Linked DNA regions of Sus scrofa: region 2 is linked to region 1. A link is a contact called in public Hi-C data. All regions are on one chromosome and are shown on one strand. The core of a region is the stretch at or near the end of the contact, and the rest is flanking DNA. Distances in the headings are between cores, read along the strand shown.

The links. Hi-C and Micro-C count contacts between places; a contact is called where the count stands out from the background.
Region 2: a contact with region 1 is called in a Hi-C map of retroperitoneal adipose tissue, with 4 times the contacts expected there. The contact joins the enhancer-like site here to the promoter of SLC7A5 in region 1. A contact is called at or near these places in 2 of 5 promoter capture datasets (fetal liver and liver), 17 of 47 Hi-C or Micro-C datasets (alveolar macrophages, blood, embryonic fibroblasts and 9 more) and 2 of 2 datasets of contacts at active chromatin or transcription factors (alveolar macrophages and skeletal muscle).

Annotation. Positions count from the first base shown.
Region 1 is chr6:1,543,591-1,548,273 of Sscrofa11.1, forward strand. It overlaps SLC7A5 (a long non-coding RNA gene), which reads left to right and starts at 2,350. Exons shown (of 10, transcript XR_002344446.1): 1 at 2,350-2,995.
Region 2 is chr6:1,594,874-1,599,556 of Sscrofa11.1, forward strand. No RefSeq gene overlaps it. Among named protein-coding and RNA genes, the nearest start is that of KLHDC4, 30 kb to the right of the region's middle. Within about 2 kb of position 2,103, at least 29 of the 83 cell types and tissues checked have an H3K27ac peak or open chromatin away from gene starts, as enhancers often do. A contact at or near this core is called in alveolar macrophages, embryonic fibroblasts, fetal liver and 1 more, where this site is marked.

The DNA.
Region 1 (4,683 bases), core at 1,100-3,599:
TGCTCTGCCAAGCCTCCACATCCTCGTCGACAAAGAAAGTGGCACTTCCTCCATTAAATAAGAATGTGCACACCCGGGGCTCAGCACAGCGCCTGATAAAGGCTCAGGAAGTCCGCTCAGCCCTTGGTCTTCTGGCCTCCCGCCAAGCGGCATCCTCTGAAAAGATAGCGGGAGAACAAGAGCAGAGAGATGACTTTTGATTCCCCCCCGGAGCCACCAACTTAGACATCTTGCAAGTTAGTATTTGTGTGATGGACAGGTCATTGGACTGGACCGTCACAGATGAAGGGCTGGCATGTTGGGGGGGCCGGGTTTGACTGGTGGGATGTGGAAAGTCCAAATGACATGCCCTGGGAGCCCCCGGGGGCTCAGGGGGTTAAGGACCCAGCGTTGTCACCGCTGTGGCTCTGGTTACTGCTGTGGTGGGGGTTCGATCCCTGGCCTAGGAACTTCTTCATGCCACGGGCACAGCCAAAACAAACTAGCAACACTAATGGCTCACCCTGGCTAAACTCCCCTGAGATGGGACTCTAAATTCTTTCCCTGTGTGCATGTCAGCTTAATCCACAAGTATTTCTTTCTTTCTTCTTCTTCTTTTTTTTTTGGTCTTTTTAGGGCCACACCTGTGGAGGTTCCCAGGCTAGGGGTCCAATCAAAGCTGTAGTTGCCAGCCTACATCACAGCCACAGTAACTCGGGATCCAAGTCGTGTCTGCGACCTACACCACAGCTCATGGCAACGCCAGCTCCTTAACCCACTGAGCGAGGCCAGGGATCTAACCCGCATCCTTATGGATGCTAGTCTGGTTTGTTAACCACTGAACCACGACGGGAATGCCAATCAGCAAGTATTTCTCATCCTTTCCTGCTTCTAAGCCGGAAATGATTGGGTTTCCTGCACGTCCTCTTCTGATTCTGACCACTAGTACCTGGCCACACTTCCTATCCAGAAATCTGGAGTTCTTTAAGAATACGGCTCAAGGAGTTCCCGTCGTGGCGCAGCGGAAACGAATCCGACTAGGAACCATGGGGTTGCAGGTTTGATCTGTAGCCTCGCTCAGTGGGTTAAGGATCTGGCGTTGCCATGAGTTGTGGAGTAGGTCGCAGACGTGGCTCGGATCTGGCGTTGCTGTGCCTGTGGTATAGGATGGCAGCTATAGCTCCAATTAGACGCCTAGCCTGGGAACCTCCATATGCTGTGGGTGGGGCCCTAAAAAGACAGAAAAGACCAAAAAAAAAAAAAAAAAAAAAGAAAGAAAGAATAAGGCTAGAGCCCCTTCATCTTGCAGCCTACCTTTGGATATTCCAGCTAGATGTGGGGGAGGGGTTCTCACCGTGCTCCTCCAGGGAATCCCTGCTTTATCAATTTAGCTAAGCTTCTGCAGATTCCTGGTTTTCCAGCACCTCTGTCGCTGTTTCTCCAAGCCGCGCCCTGGATGCTGCTCTTTGGCAAGGAGGTTTCCCTTGGGATAAACATGGGAATTTCGGAGCCCAGGAATGAGCTCCCATGAGGCCTCCAGCGCTTCCCCCTTCTCTGAGTTCAGGACCCCAGGCCCAACCTGGAGCTTCCTCCAGGGGCTCCCGCTCAGTTCTGATCATTTTCATAGCGCCCAAGCCCCTAGGATGAGCAGATCCTATCACCTCAGGAACAGGAAGCCAGAGCCACACCGGGCCTGGGCACACTCCAGGGGGCAGGCAGGTCTTCTCTGAGCCCCAGAGCCTCCCCAAATCCCACCCATCCTGTGCTGTGGCCTCAGGTTGGCCCTGCCTTATCGCCCAGGCCCACACTGCAGCATCGAGGTCCCTGGGTGCTTGCTCTGGGCCACTGAGGGAGCCGGTGAGGAGGGCAAGGTGCCTGGCCCTCCACGTGCACGAAGCGCTGCGGGTACCCGTCCGCCAGGCTCGGTGGGACGCGGTCAGCACGCTCCACTTGCGAGGAGCCGGGCTGGGGTCCTCCGGTACACCGCGGGGCCAGGACCATCCGCGTCCGCCAGGTTCGGGGACGCGGCCGGGGCTCTCCACGTGTGGGGCACCGGCCTGGGTCTCCCGGGACCGCGCGGGACCGGGACGGCCCGCCACGCTTGGCTGCACGCGGTCGGCGCGCTCCACACGGGGAACCGGCCGAGGCCTCCGGGGAGCACTTGGGGCCCAGATCGCGAGCCAGCCGCGGCCGGACAGAGTCTGCACGCTCCACCTGCGGGACTGAACCACCGAGCCGGCCGACCGACCGCGGGCAGGGCGGCTGGAGGCGAGGGGCGGGGCGCGCCGCGCAGGCGGGGCTTGGGGCGGGGCCTGGCGGGCGGGGCGGGGCCGGCGGCGGCGTATAAAGGGCGGCGGCGCAGCACGGGCTGACGCAGCGGCTTGGCGGCAGCGCCGTGGGAACCGGCTGTCTCCAGTGGGCGGCGCGCTCCCGGTGTCCGGCCCCAGCCCCAGCCCCGGCCCCGCCCTCGCCCTGCCTGGCTCGCGCGGCAGCATGGCGGGCCCCGGCCTGAAGCGGCGCCCGCCGGCGGCTCCCGCGGCGGCCACAGAGGAGGAGCGCCAGGCGCGGGAGCGGATGCTGGCCGCGCGGCCGGCGGAGGGTGAGGGCGTGACCCTGCAGCGCAACATCACCCTGCTCAACGGCGTGGCTATCATCGTGGGCACCATCATCGGCTCGGGCATCTTCGTGACGCCCACCGGCGTGCTCAAGGAGGCGGGCTCGCCCGGGCTGGCGCTGGTGGTGTGGGCCGTTTGCGGCGTCTTCTCCATCGTGGGCGCGCTCTGCTACGCCGAGCTGGGCACCACCATCACCAAGTCTGGCGGCGACTACGCCTACATGCTCGAAGTGTACGGCTCGCTGCCCGCCTTTCTCAAGCTCTGGATCGAGCTGCTCATCATCCGGCCCTCCTCGCAGTACATCGTGGCGCTCGTCTTCGCCACCTACCTGCTCAAGCCGCTCTTCCCCACCTGCCCGGTGCCGGAGGAGGCCGCCAAGCTCGTGGCCTGCCTATGCGTGCGTGAGTACCGGCGGGGGGAACCTGGGGACGCGGGGAGGGGGAGCCGAGATCGCCGCGCGCCCGCGTCCCCGCTGTCCCCGCACTCCTGGACCATCCCCAGGCCGCCTCCGGCCATCCCCCCCATCCCCTGTTCCAGGCCGACCCCGCAGTTTTAGACCTAAGGGCCCTGGGCCCAGAACCCACGTGCGTTTCATTCATTCGTCTCCACCTCGCCTGGAATTCCGCAGAGAGAGCCAGTAGGTCCCCGCCTCGCGCCTCTGGCCGTAACTCGGCTTAGTCCGTCAGAGGCCTTGGAGCGGAGTAATACCCTGTCTGATTGCAAGGCACCCACGTGGAGCGTCTGAAAAGCGAATTTCCTGTCTGAGTTCCCAAATGCTTACTGTTTGTCTAGAGCGGTCGTAGTTTTTTTTAAAAAAGCATTCAAACCAGCTTATCAAGAAAGGCTGACTCATACAAAAACCAATAGTAATAAAATTCTGTGTGGGCAGTGAATGAGCTGCACGTTTAGGCAGCACCGTGGAGTCTCCTGAAGGTTGCCTAGTGACTGGTGGAGGAGGGGTGCTTGGCTGCAGCTTACATGTGGGTGGTGGGGGGCTAGGTTTGGGGTCCCAGGTTGGGCCGAAAGCAGCCATCAGGTGTAGCCCTAACGTTGGTGGGTAAGGTCCCAGAATGCTGGTGGGCTGTCTTCTCATGGGATTTCAGGGAAGAAAATCTTTTGTACTAAAAGACATGTGATTTCCTTATCTTTTCTTTGTTTGGGGGCCTCTGGCAGTTTTGCCCCTACCCCTCCGCCAACTTGCTTGCAAGGTGGAAGTGTCCTGCTTTCAGAGCTGCCACCCGCTTTGAGGCTCTGCCCCAAGCTTGGTGGTGCTGGCAGGGCTGGTGTGTGGTTTCCGGATCGAGACACGGGACAGTGTAATCAGTTGGAGCAGCTCCTGGTACTGTTGGGGCTCTGGAGCATAAGTTCAGCGTGTTGCTGGGGACAGGGCAGTTGGGGGGACGGGGGTGTCCCAGAGCTCTGAGGCACACTCCGGAAAGTGGTGACCCCAGGAGGCCTGAGACCCTGGTGGCAGCCACACCAGGGAGGGCACATTTTGCCTTTTGAGGCCTCTCAGAAATGAGGATTCCACTTAGAAAAACCTTTGGGCCACGTCTAGGAATAGCCGTGGCTATAGGCGATCTGCCTGAGGACTGGGGAACCTGAGACGTCTGGAGGGCTTTTGAGAGGATGCTTTGGGCTGAGTCCGAGAAAGCCCCTCTGGCTTGATCTGTGTCACTCCCATGTTTGTCCTTGCTAGGTCCGATTTAAAGTCTCAGCCTGGAGGATCTCGACCTAACACTGTGCTTACAGGGCCAGCTCTCTAGTCTCGAAAAATGGATCCTGTACTTACAAAAACTTTGAGTTTAAGCAGGTAAAGCCTCGGAAGAATTCTGCAGGGGCTGCAGGGGGTACATCCTGCCCAGCACTCTGCCTCCAGCGGGGAGGTCACGTGAATGGCAGCCCTTGTGGTGGGACCCTGGGTGACATTCTTCCTGTCCTCTTGAGCCTGTGGAGCTCTTTTCCTCTGAAACCCCACGTGTCTGTGTGTGTGCGTTGCTTCTCCTGAGGGGAAGATTTTCGGTAACAAGGGCGATGCTGTCTGCAAGACTGAGCACTTGTACGGGGTCTGGCGTGGGGTGGGGGGCAC
Region 2 (4,683 bases), core at 853-3,352, 51 kb after region 1:
TGATCTAAGAAGACATTTGTACAGTTGCTGTCAGGGCATCTCACGGACTGACTTCTGATTGGTGGGTGGTGGGGTGACAGGGTGGTCTCTCAGGAAACCCAGTCACTGACCTTCCACTTCCCGCTGCTCTGGGGCCTCAGCCTGTGGTCCCCCCCACCCGCCATGCCCCGGGGGGGCCTTGGGTCCTCAGGACGATGCAGGGCAGTACTGGGCTGGCTGTGTGCGCCCTGGAGGAGCTGGGGCTCTGGTTCGTGTTGAGGTTTCATCCCTCTTCTGGCTTCTGTGCTTTTCCTTTATGCCCGAGTCCCTCACTTAGCAGCTTAGTAATGGCTTCGTCTGCTCTCTACACACTACTGTGACCCAGGCTCCCCCGACCCGTCCCCACCGTGGCTCTTCGCCAGGGACAGTCACCCTGAGGTGGCGCAGGAGTCAGAGCTGCCACCAGGGATGGTGCTTTGGCTGTTGCCCCTGAACCGCAGGGACAGCAGGTGAATAGTCACTGTCACTTAGGACACTTGGATCTGCCTGCCAAGCACTGGGCTGCTAGGATGCTGGGGACACACAGACCTCACCCCACATAGTGTTTCAAGCCATAAGCATTAATACTCAGAAGTCGGGGAACTGGAGTTCCCACAGTGGATTAAGAATTTGACTGCAGGAGTTCCCATCGTGGCTCAGTGGTTAATGAACCTGACTAGCATCCATGAGGTTACGGGTTTGATCCCTGGCCTTGCTCCGTGGTTTAAGGATCTGGCATTCCCATGAGCTGTGGTTTAGGTTGCAGACACAGCTCGGATCTGGCGTTGCTCTGGCTTTGGTGTAGGCCAGCAGCTGTAGCTCCGATTCGACCCCTAGCCTGGGAACATGCATATGCTGTGGGTGTGGCCTTAAAAAGACAAAAAGAAAACAAGAAAAGAAAGAAAAAAGAATCTGACTGTAGCAGCTGGGGTGTGTGTGGAGGTGTGGGTTCAATCCTCCATGCAGCTCTGTGGGTTAAAGGACTGCAGCTGTGGCATAAGTCAGAGCCTCAGCTCAGGTTCCATCCCTGTCCTGGGAACTTTGATATGCCATGGGCGCAGCCATAGAAAGTAGTAATAGTAATTGGGAAAATTCACATTAAAAAATAACCCAGTTTCTAATTTTACCTTAAAAAAAAAACCCCAAACAAAGCAAGGGTCTAAGGATGTCAGTGTGCCCACAGGTGTCTGGCATCTCCCTCGGCCAACACAGCTCATGACCCTTCCGGGCCTGGGCCTGGAGACACATGAGACTGCAGCTCGCGGCCGTAGGAACACCGTCCCCACGAAAGCAGCAACATGGACAAGGCCAGCATGTCACAGAACCCCTGGAACTGGGTGACACGTGCCCAGCCCAAACCCCTGTCCTCACCTGGGGCCCGCTTGCAGCTGGCAGCACGGAAGGGTGGTGGGCATAAAGGCCCCAGAGGGAACGGGAGAGGTGATGGATTGATGGCTTTCATCCAGGACCACTGGCCAGGTGAGCTTGAGATGGAGACTAAACAGCACAGGCACCACCACGTTTGTTTTCCCAGCCCGTGGCAGACATAAGCAATGGATTACAGCTCTCTTTCTCTCAGAACTGGGTTTTCTCAGTCTTGGGCCATGGCCGTTTGGGGCAAATCAGTCTCGGTGGTTGTGTGTGTGTGGGGGCGCTGTCTTAAGTATTGCAGGATGTTGAGCAATGTCCTTGACCTGGACCCATTCGTTGCCAGTGGCACCCCTCCTCCCACGCTGTAACAACCAAAAATGTCTCCAGGCACTGCCAGGTGTCCCCCAGATGCCACTCAGGGTCTGAGACAGGGTGGTTGAGTAGAGCTGGCCCAGGTGAAGCCTTGTTGCCCCCCCCACCATGGGGCCCGCCTGTCTGGGTTCACCTATCCGCACCCTGGCTCCGTGGCCCCCCCAGAACTTGGTTGCATCATATCAACACGCAGAGACCCCACTGGGCTCCCAGCCCTGCCTGCTGCCCTCCTCCGCCCTTCCTTGCAGGGCATTGACTCAGACCCTGGTGAGGCAGGCACATGTCGGAGCAGCTCCAGGGAGCGTCTGCCCCCCGCCCCCCGCCCCAGCCCGGTCTCCACTTAGAAGATGGAGCAAGTTCTGGTGAGAAAGAAACCCCCGGGGACTTGCAGTCTCACACCAGAGAGCCCGGAGCCAGGCTGGGCGGCCTCTCGCCCCTCCCACTCCCGCAGAGCTGGCGGCTGATGCAAGAGGCTGGGGGATTGCGCTGCTCCCCGGAACGGCGGTGGGAAGCGCGGGCGAACAGGCTGCCACCGCGGAAAGCAGGAGCGGCTGTGGCTGCCAGCGCTTGGCTCAGCAGGGGAGTCAGAGGGGTCTTGCTGGACCCGTGTGGGAGGGGGAGTCCCTATAATGCTGTGGGCAAAGAAGGAGAAGGAAAAGTAGGAAGGAAAATACGGGTGACCTTGCCCGCCTCTCCCAAGACACGGGCTCACAGGGTGTTGGGCAGCATCAGATGCCATGGCACTGCCAACCCCAGTCCTGACAACCCAAGATGCCACCGGGCGTCACCGGGGGTCCTGGGGTGCCAGCCTGGAGGTCCTGAGCTGAGCACATCTCTGGAAACCCTCCTCTCCCTCTCTGCCCCCAGGAACGCCCAGTCCCTCAGCCCCCAGCTCTGGTGCCCCCCCCCCCACGCCTACGCCCCTGGTCCTCCAGCTTCCCGGCCCCCGCCTCGGCTCTGCTGCCCTCCTGCCGCCGCATGTTGAGCCCCCCTCGACCCAAACAAACGCAGACTCTCAGGCCAGGCGGTCCCCCTGTCCTTGCAGAACTGTACCCGATGTCCAGAACGCTGTAGTCTCCTCAAAAGTCAGACTCCCCAGAAACACGGAGAGATGCCACCTATGTCCGCGGCAGGCACAGTGCCAGGGGCTCCAGACGCCCTCCTTCGCCCCTGAGTGAACCACGGTTCTTAGACAAAGGCCATTCCTCACACGGGTTACAGATGGCGAGGCTGCCGTGACTCAGAGGCCGTGGCCACAGGTGTGGGGCCCCCACGGAGGGCCTGGCAGCAGGGGAGAGGGGGCTCGGCTCCAAATCGGGATTGATGGCCAGCAAGCAGGTGGGGGCCTTGAATGGAGAATTAAAAGGAGGGAACATGGGAGCAGGAAGGGGAGGGGGACTCTGGCTGCACAGAGCCAGGCCAGGGTCAGACGTCAAGGTCACGGTCATGGGGGCAGTGAGGAGGACCTTGGGGGGTCAGACGTGGAAGGTGGAGGATTCTGGCTAAACCGACTGAGCAGCGTTCTTGCTAAAACTGGGCCCTTTCCACTAGGATGAGGCTTCCTTGAACAAGTGCTCGGAAGAGCCTGACTGGGGTCTGATCAGGACAGTCCCTGTCGCGGTGCGGTGGGCATTTGTCATGCTGTCACTGTTACTACACGGGGGGACGGGGGACTTGGGGAGGCCCGGTCTCCTGCCCAACCCACCCAGCACCGCGGCTGGGTGGACACATGAGGCCGGCACGGCCACCCTGGCCCCAGGATTGTCACCATGCAATGTCATCTGGCGAGGGAGGGATGAGGGGGCTGGGTTTTGTCTTTCTCTCTCCTCCCATCACCCCCGCCTCCCATCAGACCCCAAGGGGCGGAATACAGCAGAAACCCCGACTTGGTCTCTTGCGGGGGCGGGGGAGGGTTCTGGGGGCACAGTGAGGACACCTGTTGTCCCTTTAATTCCACAGAGCTGGCATCCTAGGGAACTCTTCTCCCAGACGCGGCTGGCAAGGGCGGGAGCCAGGCCCACCCAGGTCAAGGACACACTGGGATTCCTGCGCTGGGCGAGGGAGGGCAAGCAGAGCCGGGAGCGTCTGGAGGGCCCGTGGGAGGCAGCAGCACCTGGCCTTTCAGGTCCGGGCAGAGCGGGCTGGGTTACGATGCCAGGGTGCCCGGAGGCCAGGGTCACCAGCAGAAGGGCTGCAGAAGACACATGAACTGGCAGCAGAGGCCGCCGAGGACTAGAGGGTGAGGCGGGTGCTGGGCTCCAGGTCAGCCCCTGTTAATCATCCCCACCAGTAAAACTGGAAAACGGCTCCCCTTGGGCTGGGCGAGACTGGGACAAGCCGTGACTCAGACCCGTGCCCAGGAGGTGGGGTACGTCCTGACCCGTGAGCCCCGGGGCCTTGCTGGCACCCTCCCTGGCACCCTCCTCCACACTCTCCTGACACCCAGGCCTGGCTCTTCTGGAGCGTTCCTCTGGCTTCCTGTTTGACTGAGGTCCCCAGCAGCGAGGTGGAGCAGGTGTGAGGAAGGGGCCTCTTGACTGACCGAGCAGTGGATGCAGTGGAGGTGACACAGTGATGTGGTGGGGACGGTGCTGGAGCACCCATCCAAAACAGGCACTTCCCACCTCCTTCTGTCAGGGACAGCATGTACAGTTGCACAGTTTGTACACTGCACAAAGGCATCCTGGCCTGGACTTCCTCCAGCAGAGGGCAGGGTATATGAGATTTTGCACAGAGAGGCCGTCCAGCAGCCATCTCCTGTGGGACTGTGCCTGCCTGGAAGAGGTGGTTTTTCTTTCTTTCTTTTCAGGGCCGCACCTGCGGCGTATGGAGGTTCCCAGGCTAGGGGTCCAATAGCAGTTACAGCTGCTGGCCTACATCCACAGCCACAGCAAAGCCAGCTCCAAGCTGAGTCTGCCACCT